Regions from separate parts of the Rattus norvegicus genome. Here region 1 is linked to region 2. A link is a contact called in public Hi-C data. All regions are on one chromosome and are shown on one strand. Each heading gives the region's core, a stretch centred on a gene start, on an enhancer-like site or on the middle of the called end of the contact. The rest is flanking DNA. Distances are from core to core; before and after follow the strand shown. Region 1 overlaps LOC120103069 (40S ribosomal protein S18-like). Region 2 overlaps Zfp462 (zinc finger protein 462).

What was found. A called contact is a pair of places that touch in the nucleus more often than the background predicts.
Region 1: a Hi-C map of psoas muscle shows a contact between it and region 2, with 2.5 times the contacts expected there. The contact joins two enhancer-like sites. A contact is called at or near these places in 3 of 12 Hi-C or Micro-C datasets (Schwann cells, frontal cortex and psoas muscle).

What each region holds. Positions count from the first base shown.
Region 1 is chr5:74,772,771-74,777,831 of GRCr8, reverse strand. The region is part of intron 1 of LOC120103069 (40S ribosomal protein S18-like); the gene reads left to right. Among named protein-coding and RNA genes, the nearest start is that of Trnal-aag10, 110 kb to the right of the region's middle. Within about 2 kb of position 2,726, at least 11 of the 93 cell types and tissues checked have an H3K27ac peak or open chromatin away from gene starts, as enhancers often do.
Region 2 is chr5:74,548,113-74,553,418 of GRCr8, reverse strand. The region is part of intron 7 of Zfp462 (zinc finger protein 462); the gene reads right to left. Among named protein-coding and RNA genes, the nearest start is that of Zfp462, 82 kb to the right of the region's middle. Within about 2 kb of position 1,813, at least 7 of the 93 cell types and tissues checked have an H3K27ac peak or open chromatin away from gene starts, as enhancers often do.

The DNA.
Region 1 (5,061 bases), core at 1,477-3,976, 220 kb before region 2:
GATTAAAGACGTGCAAACCCACTGTGATCCCTTCTTCCTTTGCCTCTGTTTCCCTCAGCAGGTGGCATGCTGTAAGCACTTCCTTGGTAGTGAATAGGCTCTTACACAGCCCACAGCCTAGAAGGGGAAAAGGTGCTTAGAGCGAGGTGAATAGGGCTGGAGATTTAACAGGATAAACTACCATGTGTGAAACTCTGGACTCAGTCTTTTGTGTTGCAAAAAGAAATACTGCCGGTGGGGTGGTGGGGTTACTCACAGTCACTGTCAAGGTCAGATGAGAGGAAGATGGTTTGGTTGCAACTTAGGTTGGGGTTCAGAAACGCATATGACTCCTGACTCTCATGTCCACTCAGATCCCTAGTGTGTGAGTACAGAAAAACAATTTACAGATGTAATTAATTAAGATAGGGTCGCCTTGGATTAGAAAGGTCTCTATATGCACTATAATGGAAACCTCATAAAAGAGGAAACCCAGAGACACAGACACATGTACATACATACATACATACAGACAGACAGACATACAGACAGACAGACAGACAGACAGACATATGGAAAACCAAAGCAATAATAACAATGGATGCTGGAACATGGACACAAGAAACCAGGCAATACCAAACATTCCTGGCATCTGCCAGGAGCCAGGAGAGGAATGGGGGGTGACTGTGTGTGTGTGTGTGTGTGTGTGTGTGTGTGTGTGTGTGTGAAGGGGAAGGACCTGTCCCAGAACCTTCAGAGGGGACAGCTTGGTTTTAGGTTCCAGGCTTCCAGAACTCTGAAAAAGCCCATTTACTGGAGGCGTGTGTGGCATTTTGGGGCTCCTCGTATTTAGTGAGCTCTATGAGGAATCTAGTCCGTCTTTCCTCCCTGACAGCTATCAGCCCAGGTCTGGAATGCTCCGGCAGTTCTCTGGCTGGTTTTCCTGCGTTTGCTAAATGGAATAGTACCAAGAGCTCATGACTCCAATGGATCCTGTGTTTATCTGGCTGACAACCAGAGAAAATTTTCTCCCTCATGACCCTATGACGAAGTTAGCTGGATCCTGGTTAAAAAAAAAGAAAGAGAAAAAGAAAAAGAAAAGTCACCTATGCCCTGAGCAAAGCTTTCATGCAAAGCTCTGGTGGAATACTAAAGGGACAATGTTTCGGAATGTGTCTGAGCTCACACGGCAAGAGACACAGGCCTATTTTTGCACCTGCTCCGCTAATAAATGAGAGCCTGTGTGGCAGAATTTTCTGTGGCACCTGCTTTCATTACGGCGCACAGGGACCCATGGCCTGACGACCTCTTCCATCTACATAGTGAATAACAAAATTGACTCAGGTCAGTTCTAGCCAAGAGGGTCATGGAAAGAAGTTCAGTTTTGGAATGAGACAAATTTGGGCTAAAATCCCAGCTGTATCTCTGACAGCCTGAGTCACCTACGATGTCCCTTCACACTGGTGACAATGATCCCTGCCCGCCTCACCAGGCTGTTGCTATAATTACGTGAGATCAAGCATGGAGAGCATTACAAGTGTTTGCTGTCATTCAGTGTCCGACTGGGCTCAGTCACACAGCTAAGAAGTAAGGAGCTGTCCGAGGTCTCACCCCTGAGGACAAGACCTTTCCCCCCAAGCAGAGAATGAGGGACTTGAACATTAATTAGGAATCCAGGGTGCAGGGTTATACGTACTTTCACATACATTCTCTTTCTTGATTTTTCACAGAAGCCTTTTGTTTTTAAAAATTCTTGTCCCCATTAAAAAATATAAGTGCATTTTGGAAATAGGGCTCAGAACAGGTACTGCTTGTTATTGTCTTTGAGGTAGTGGTTTCCCTGGGAGCTTCAAAACTCCCTCCCTCCTCTGTGCAAGGTACCTCCCAGACCTGTGAGTGTCTAAGCTGGGGCCCCCTTCAGAGCTTTAACCCTGACTGTGCTCTAGACTTTATAAGCCACTTTCTCTCAAATTGCAATGGTTTTTATTTTACTCCCTTGTGAGGAGAGCAGAGTCAATTTCCATTGTGCCTGTCCTGAAGGTAGGGAAAACCAAAGGTCAGAGAAAATTCTGCAAAGATTTGGACAAGAACTAGTGTGTGTGTGTGTGTGTGTGTGTGTGTGTGTGTGTGTGTGTGTACATGTGCTCACTCTATATCGATGCCCTCAGAGTGTCCTCTTCTGATCATAGTTGCACCTAAGAAAAGGTAGACTTGGAGACTTGGGTTTATGGAGAATTCATTACTAGCAAAAGAGAACCAGGTTCTGATGGCCGGCACCAGTGGCATCATCTGATCCCTGTATGCCTCTTCCAGACCATGCGTTCCCTGCCATCTAGAGCAGAGGCCAGAGGGTTTTCCATGTGTGCCTGTCATACCCATTTCATTCTGCCTCTGTTTTTCCATCTGCTCATGTAGGCTCTGTAGTTACGGGTTTGTCTCTGCCAAATGTTTCTGAGGTCTGGAATGGAGAGAGAGCAGCAGAGGCCAGAGCATTGATGCCATGGGAAAGTTGGCTTTTCCAAGGATCTTTCTCCTCCTCCCCAGGTTCTTGGGGGTTGGGGGTGTGTCAGTGGACAATTAAGACATAGCGCTGGACAACAGAAGCCTCTGACAGTCTCACGGATCAGCCTGGTACCTCCACTCCCAGCATTCATGGGCACACACAGTTCCTCCTGGGACAATGCCACCAAGTCATCTTGAACTGTGGAACCAGAGTACCCAACGTCATGAGAGAACACAGAGGCCTCTTTCTGGCTGGTGGTGTGATTTCAACAGAAAACCCTTCTCAGGCAGGAAGAAGCAATTCTCGCGCCGTGTCCCTAACAAAAGCTGACCTCTTCTTCAGTGGCACTACTGGGCAGGGCCAGAATCAAGCTGGGGTTATTTCCCCAGCATTGCCATAGTCATAGCAACAGCTTTGATTAATGCCATGGCCCATTAGAGAGATAATGTCAGCCCTAATCAGAAACGCCTCAAGTAGCTCTCTTTGCATTTTGGTAAATGGAGTAATCACATTACGGTTGGATGTGTCTGGGAGCTGATTGCTGTCTCGAAAGTCTGCCTGATTTTCCAGGTTAAGGGGTGTCAGGGGGCCTGAGCTGCAACTAATCATGGTGCATTGTTAGGAGTGTTGAGGGGAAAACAGAAGGCACAGAGACAGATGGGGAGGTTGCTGCCCTATCCTCCTCCTGGGTCAACAGGGGATCCCTGGACTGGTGGTCTATTGGCAGGGACTGCTTTCCTGAGGATGAGCTCAGTGTCGCAGAGATGGTGACCGTGCTGTGGATAAACACAAGGAAGGAGAGCACGGCCAGCAAGAGCAGGCAGGTGCCTCAGTTGGGCCCGGCTTCCCCTTCTCCTTCTGTATCAAACTGCTGCTGATGGACAGCCAGCCTCGGGTCATGCCACTGGGCTGGAAAACTGGCAGGAGAGTGCTCACTTTTGGCCTGGAGATAGGAAACGGCAGAGGTGACATGTGCCCCTTGTAATGAGTGTACACTTGCTCTGTCATACTAGTCCTTGGACTTTGGCAGGTTCTGCCTTGTGGGAGACTCCGTTGAAGCTTCAGACTTGAGGGGAAAGTCTCAATGCATCTTGGGACAGGATGACATCCCTTCCTCTCTCTGTTTGTTGCAGAGAAATCATGAGAAGGAGAGGTGACATCTCTGAAGCCTGCACTCTCATCCGGAATGGATGCTCAGTTCCATCTCTCAAGAGACCCTCCCTATACTGATACCTCTGTCTGCCTTCCAACCTGACTGCCTTTGTTTCTGCAGGTCTACAGGGTGACAGTAGCAATAAATCATAGCCACCCATATGGAGAGATTAAGAGGAGGACCCGAGGAAATATGCATTGAGCCCCTGGAGGCTATTTTCAGATGCTCCTGGGAGGCTTTTTTTTTTTTTTTTGGAAAGGAGTCACACAGTTAACTATTTATGACAGTTGGAAGGCAGAGCAGAAATAGAAGAGCAGTACTTGGTGTCCCCGCCAAGACTGAGAGGTAAAAATCTTCTCAGAGGTCTAAAGCCACTTCAGAGCCATTAAATTTACTGTCTGTTAGACAACATTTAATATCTAGGATAACATTTTATTTTGGGACCCAGCAATAATTTTTTCTTTTCTGTTTTAAAAATTATCTCAGGGCCTGCCAAGTTGATGAGATAGAACTGTTACAGGGTCACAATGCTACCCTGTGGCTCCATCCCCATGGACACAGATCCTTAGCCAGTGAAACTGAAGTTCACCTCAGAGCTTCAAGATCAAGGTCCCTGGTCAGGGTTGGGGTGTGGAAAGTTATGGTGGGGAGACCAAGGACAACAAATAGATAACACGTTATGACATCACGAATCAGCCAATCTCCGTTTTCCATTTGTCTCTGTTCCAGGCTAAATTTTATCTTAATGAATCAATATTCTTCCCAGGAAGATGTTGGAATAGACACATTAAAGGACCCAACATTACAGCTTGACCTCAGCTCTTACAGACTGGTGTTCTACTGACTTGGAGAGAATGGATTTCCCAGGCTGTTTCTCTAACAGCTTTGTAAAGCGCCACAATGACCTCCCCTGGAGACATGTCCTTGACCATCAGTGCTCATAAACACAGCTGATCAAGGGCTTGAAAAATAAATCAAATTGAAGATGTGGCACCTTGACACCCTCCCCCACCCACCCTAGCCAACAGCTTTAAGCTAAACGAGTGGGTCTCAACCTATGGGTCACAACCCCATTTAGGGGTCGAATATAATATATCTTCCACATCAGATATTTACATAACAATTCATAACAGTAGCAAGGTTACAGTTATGAAGTAGCAATGGAAATAATTTTACTGTTGGGGTGAACGGTATTAAAGGGTCAACAGCATTAGGAAGGTGGAGAACCATTGAGGTAAATGAACACAAGAGATTCCCAGGAAAATGAGTTAACATTGTGGTCACAGTTTCTACTGTTCCTGCTGGCACTCTCGCTAGCTGTCTAATCCCGGACCTGAGATGGATCCAGTCAGTGGCAAGATGTGCTGCAATCTTCACCCTCCCTCAGTCCTGTCTACTGGGTTTCCCAGGCCCACCATTCTGACGA
Region 2 (5,306 bases), core at 564-3,063:
TATCAGTCACTCTGAAAATGAAATTAACTTTTGATAGCAAACTTCAAAGGTCTTATACGATTCTAAAAACCCTGCCATGTATGTATGTATGTATGTATGTATGTATGTATGTATGTATGTGTATCACATGTAAAAAACAAAGATCTGAAGACTTTAACCACTCTGCATTTCTCATTGGGAAAGAATATTTTTGGCTTGTTTATCTTTAGAAGTGGATTCTCATATTTCCAATGTGTGTGCGCATGGTTCATCAGGTGACAGAACCCATCACGTGAGAACAAAATCACAAGAAGGAAAATGTATTTGCTATGGTTATTGTTTTTTAAAAAAGATGATTAAAACAATAAAATAAGTTCTGAGGATTCGTTTGTTTCTGTTTGTTTGTTTTGCCTATTCATGGAACAAACATGGAGACAGCCCCACAGCGAACACTTAGTAGAGCTTATACACATGATAGGGAGGAGGGGGTGTACAGGTGACCCCAAAATTTTATGCTAGGCACGACCATGAGTTGGTCTTTAATTATGAGTAGGTAAAAATGTTGCAAAAAGAGGGAAGAAATTTCATGTAGATTGTAATACATCGTTATTTATGATAAGATTAATTTTTCTATGTGCCCATGTATGAGCACATGTATGCTGTGCCCATAGAGGCTATAAAAAGGTCTGAGATCCCTTGGAGCTGTAGTTGTGATGGGCCGGATATGGGTATTGGGATCTGATCTCTGGTCCTCTGGAGGACCATGGAGCTGTCTCTCCAGCCCCTTCCTGACTATTCTGAATGCATCCTTATTCCTGCAGAGCCAGAGGCAGACTTTAACATACCAAGTGCTTGGAAGCATCGGGCATCTCCCACCAGCGCCAGGCTCCCTGGCTGCTGCTCTTTCCTATTCTGTCTGTTTCCTAACAAATCCATGGCCTTTCCTCAGTGTTAAATTCTTTCCTGTGCTGTGCTTCCATTCTCTTACCCCCACCACACACCCTCCCTTTCTCCAGCTAGACGGGTCTTACAGTTCAGTCCTACCATAAGCTCTTTCTCTTCCCCCATGTTCTCTGAGCCAATCCTGTCTCCTTCCCATAGCTACTAGCCATTAAAAGCTACATCATCAACTTCTCACTTTGTATTTCTGGTCCTTTAACCTATAAGCCTAGTCACTTAGGCTTTAAATATCAGTCGAGAACAATATCTCGTCTCTGGTTTCCTTCAGAAGATTCCAGAACCCCAGAGCACGCAAGAGCTATGTTATAGCTAGTCCATGTCATCGCCTAGATGTGCAGTTTTGCTGTTAGACCTTGATGGCTCAAACAGGCAAGGATACGAGCTTTGGATATAATGTGCAAAACCCAACTCCACCACATCTAGGTTTTGTGATTTTTGAACTCATCATCTCAGCCCTCAGGACTTCAGTTTCCTTCTCATAAAAATCAAATGAATCACTTGTGCCTCTCACTCGTGACACGTATTAAGGCAGATGATCAATTTAAAGCAATCAGCAAGAGTTAAGTTAATAAAAATGATTATTTTTAATCACTTAGGAAGCAAACATGGAGACATACAGGGTCCTTATATAAACCATAATGGATGGCTTTCTCTCTAGTCCAGAGGGAGAAAATCAGCAGCAGTGCTAAAAGCTAAGACTAGATGAAGGGTTTGCATGGTCTGAGGTCTCTGTGTGGCTTTCAGTGCAGTTGTGGAAAACTTGCAGTGTGTGAAAATAAAAGATGATGTAAGAGGCTTGGCTTGTGAGATTCATCTAAGAATATTCTGAGGAAGCTAAAGAACCTAGTGGTGGAACTGACTCCCAGAGAGCAGTGTGCTGGTATATGAAACTTAAGCTGGACCTTGTCTCCCTCCCCCCAGCCGCCAGCCAAACAGCTCCCTGGGTGGAGCCTGGAAAAGGATTAGAGCCCTGAAAGCCAGAAATGATTCCTTCCTAGGCCTCTGCAGCAAAGGACAGACCCCCAGTTGAAAATAAATACATCGTTCATCTGAGTTCTCACCTTTCATACCACCACGACCTTTCCTTATCTCATTTTTTATTGATCTGCTAGCATCACCACTGAGATTTTACCATAGGGTATGTCTGATACAGGATTCTGAGTGACTTAGGAAAATACACACACTATGAAGACATGCTTTCCAAGTCACATCATCAAAACTTAGAGAGCTTTTCTATTTTTTTTTTTAAAGAAAAATAGTAGTGGTTTTCAAAACTATCTTTAGTATCTTGTCATCTCAGCACTTAAGAATAGAAATTCTTTTCACAAGCTAGTCTTCCTCAGGAGACACATCCTTCACCCCAGCAATGCTCCATTTGCCCCAGCAATGCTGCCTTACATCTTTCTCTCTGAATCATGGTTCATTCCTACTGCTCTCCCTGGATTCTGTATTCTTCCTGTGCCACGGGTAAAGTTCTCTTACAAACAGCAGGGTTTGGAAGAAAAGAGAGGACTTCTAGGTCATACAGGTCTTAGGACAGCTTGAAGAGCTTCTGATCAAATTAAATCAAAGTAAAACAGGAAGCTCAAGGTAGGCAATGATATGAAAAAGAATCAAGATTATTTTAGATGATCGGAGTAATAATTGAATGTATTTTTTTAACCTAGCATGAAAAAGTAGGTTTCTTTTCTTCTAGACATTTCCCCTGGGGCTCTGGAAGGCAGAAGAAAATCTCCACCTAGCTCAGTGGGGCTACAAAAGACAGATGTGGATTATGGAGCAAACTCCAGTGTTGCTAGGAACTAGTTTTGTGTGTGTTTGGTAATATGTGATTTATAGTTCTGATGACCAAGTGTTTCTGTTGGCTTGGGGAACGGGAGATGGGCTTGTTGACTAAGTCCCCAGGACATGGAAAGTCCACACTTGAAATGTCGTCTAATCTTTCACACACAAAAATGTGGCTGGCTCATAAACACTAAAATTCACTGTGTAAATGTACAAAACTCTCAAACAACTTTTTAAAACTGTAAAGTCCCAAATCTGGGGCAGGTGGGTTTCTTGGGAAGGGTCTATCACACAGTCAGGTTTAAGATGGTCACCGGTTTGGAAGTTTCCTGCATTGCACTAATGCCAGCGCTAGTAGCTTATCCTCTGGAGACCAGAGTGCAAGCTAGAATCTCTCAGGCTACTTTGTTTCCTGGGAGCCAAAGTTTTTGAAGACTTTACAGTAGAACTGTCATTCTTTAAAATAAGCATAAAATAAACTCCAGACTGCATTCTATGAAGAAATTATGTCAAAGAGGGAAGGTTAGTGGTGTCTGGTCAGATAGTTCTTAGACCAGCAGAACCTATTAAAAATTATAGTCAAGCCATTAAAATTATGTCTTATATCCCATGTGCTATAAACGATGTAAATCTCTGTATCTTACAATTATTCACCCACAAGTCTCCATTTCACTGCTGTCATTTTTTTAAAGAGAGAAACCACCTCTTTTTTTTTTTTTCCTTCACCCCAGGAGAAATCTGATTGCAATTGGAACCTGCGTGGAAGGTCTGATGCCCTACCAACTAATTGGATCCTCTCAAAGGTTGGATTTTATGTCTGACCTATTTAGAGCTCTCAAAAGCTTCTCCTCAGAAAGCCGGCATCCCAGATCTCAATTTTTAGGTGTCAAGTATCGTAGCAGCCAAGGTTAAATGAGTTGATAGTTTAGAGATAGCCTCAACACTCTTCTCCTTCGTGCTTACTCACATGTAACTCACGCACTGGTGTTTTGAAGGCTTTTCCTAATGTCTTGCACTTGACACCTTGGAATATCCCATATATTAAATATGTTGGCCAAGACAAGAGTTGCACACAAAGTGGGCATCTCATAGCCATTACTACAATGCTCTAGGGAGAATAAAAGTCCTACTTGTCATCAACAAGTTTTTATTGGTCTGTTTTATTCTATGAAAAACCTTGGAGCTTGGATTTCATTTTCCCAAAACTTTGCATCTTGAGAAACATACAAAAAAACTGCCCGTTGTGGGTGACTATGTACTGGCTCTAAGAGGCAACTCGGCTACCTGGCAACCTTCTAGCAATGCCCCTCTCTCTCCAGTCCTACCATGCTGCTACCGTCTTATGACGCTCTACTTCAAGCCTGAGTTCCCCTCCTCCACAAAGGACAGTGACAACATTTCAAATACTACATTAAGGAAGATCTGTTCACTACAGCAGAAGAGTTGCATCAGATGCTCTGTGAGAACATCTCCCTGTGAGAACAGTCCCTAAGGCTTCATCTTCAAATTGTTGTTTTTTGAAACTTTCTCTTAAATGGATAGAAACTTAACACTGGGATGCATAGTTCTGTGGAGTTGGGTAAGCACAGGGACTCAGTACTGTCAATTGAATTGAAAATTAGGAAGCTTCCAGGAAACCAGTCACAAGAACATTGCATTTCCAAAGTACCAACCCAACTGTCTTATGGTATATCCACAAGGGCAAATACAGACCTCAGAAAAGGGACAAAAGAATAATCCAAAGAGTTAGAAATCAGCCTTCAAAGTACGGGAGGGAGAATCACAAACATATAAGGAGAAGCAGCCAGGGAAAACATCCTTCCGCATACTCAGGGAAGCTTACTCAACAGGTAAAGTCGGAAGGATGAACTTAGCAGCTACAGAAATGGTTGGGAACATCAGGATTGGTTATTGAAAACATTCTGCAATGAAGAATGACTGAAGTCAACTTTGAATGAATAGAGAAGACTGTGATTTTCGGATATGAGTTGTCTATGGTTCCTCAGGAAGATATGCCTGTCCCCCAACCCAAATAGTGCTAGTCAAAAACTCTATAATTTAGAGTTTTAAAAGGGCAGCTAAAGCACAGAGCATCTAGGAACAGTAGCAGATGCCTGTAATCCCACTACTCCGGAAGCCTAGGCCACCAGGTACCTGTACAAATTGAAAGCAGCCTGTGCTATGCAGTGAGTTCAAGGCCAGACATACTTAAACAAACAAATCACATTGCTCCATACATTTTCTTGCTACCTCAAAATTACCAAAACTTAAAATATTCACATAGCTTATTACATGTTTTTTCTTAATAATTCACAAAACCAAAGACTTCTCCATTGGAGGGGTGTCATGCACAAGTTCTTTGTGTTTTTCTTTGGAATGATGATAACTAGGTGAGCAAGTGGGGAGCTCAAGCCTTTATTTACATTCGTTTTACACTCACGGACCCACCTTTTGTCTTAACAATCTCATGGTAATGAATTCCTAAAGTAATCAGTTGCATATGGCAGAAGTAGACGGGCAGAAGAAATCTTTTATTTGCTTGCTCGCTTACTCAGTTTGGCCAGGGGAAACTCAAGGAGGAG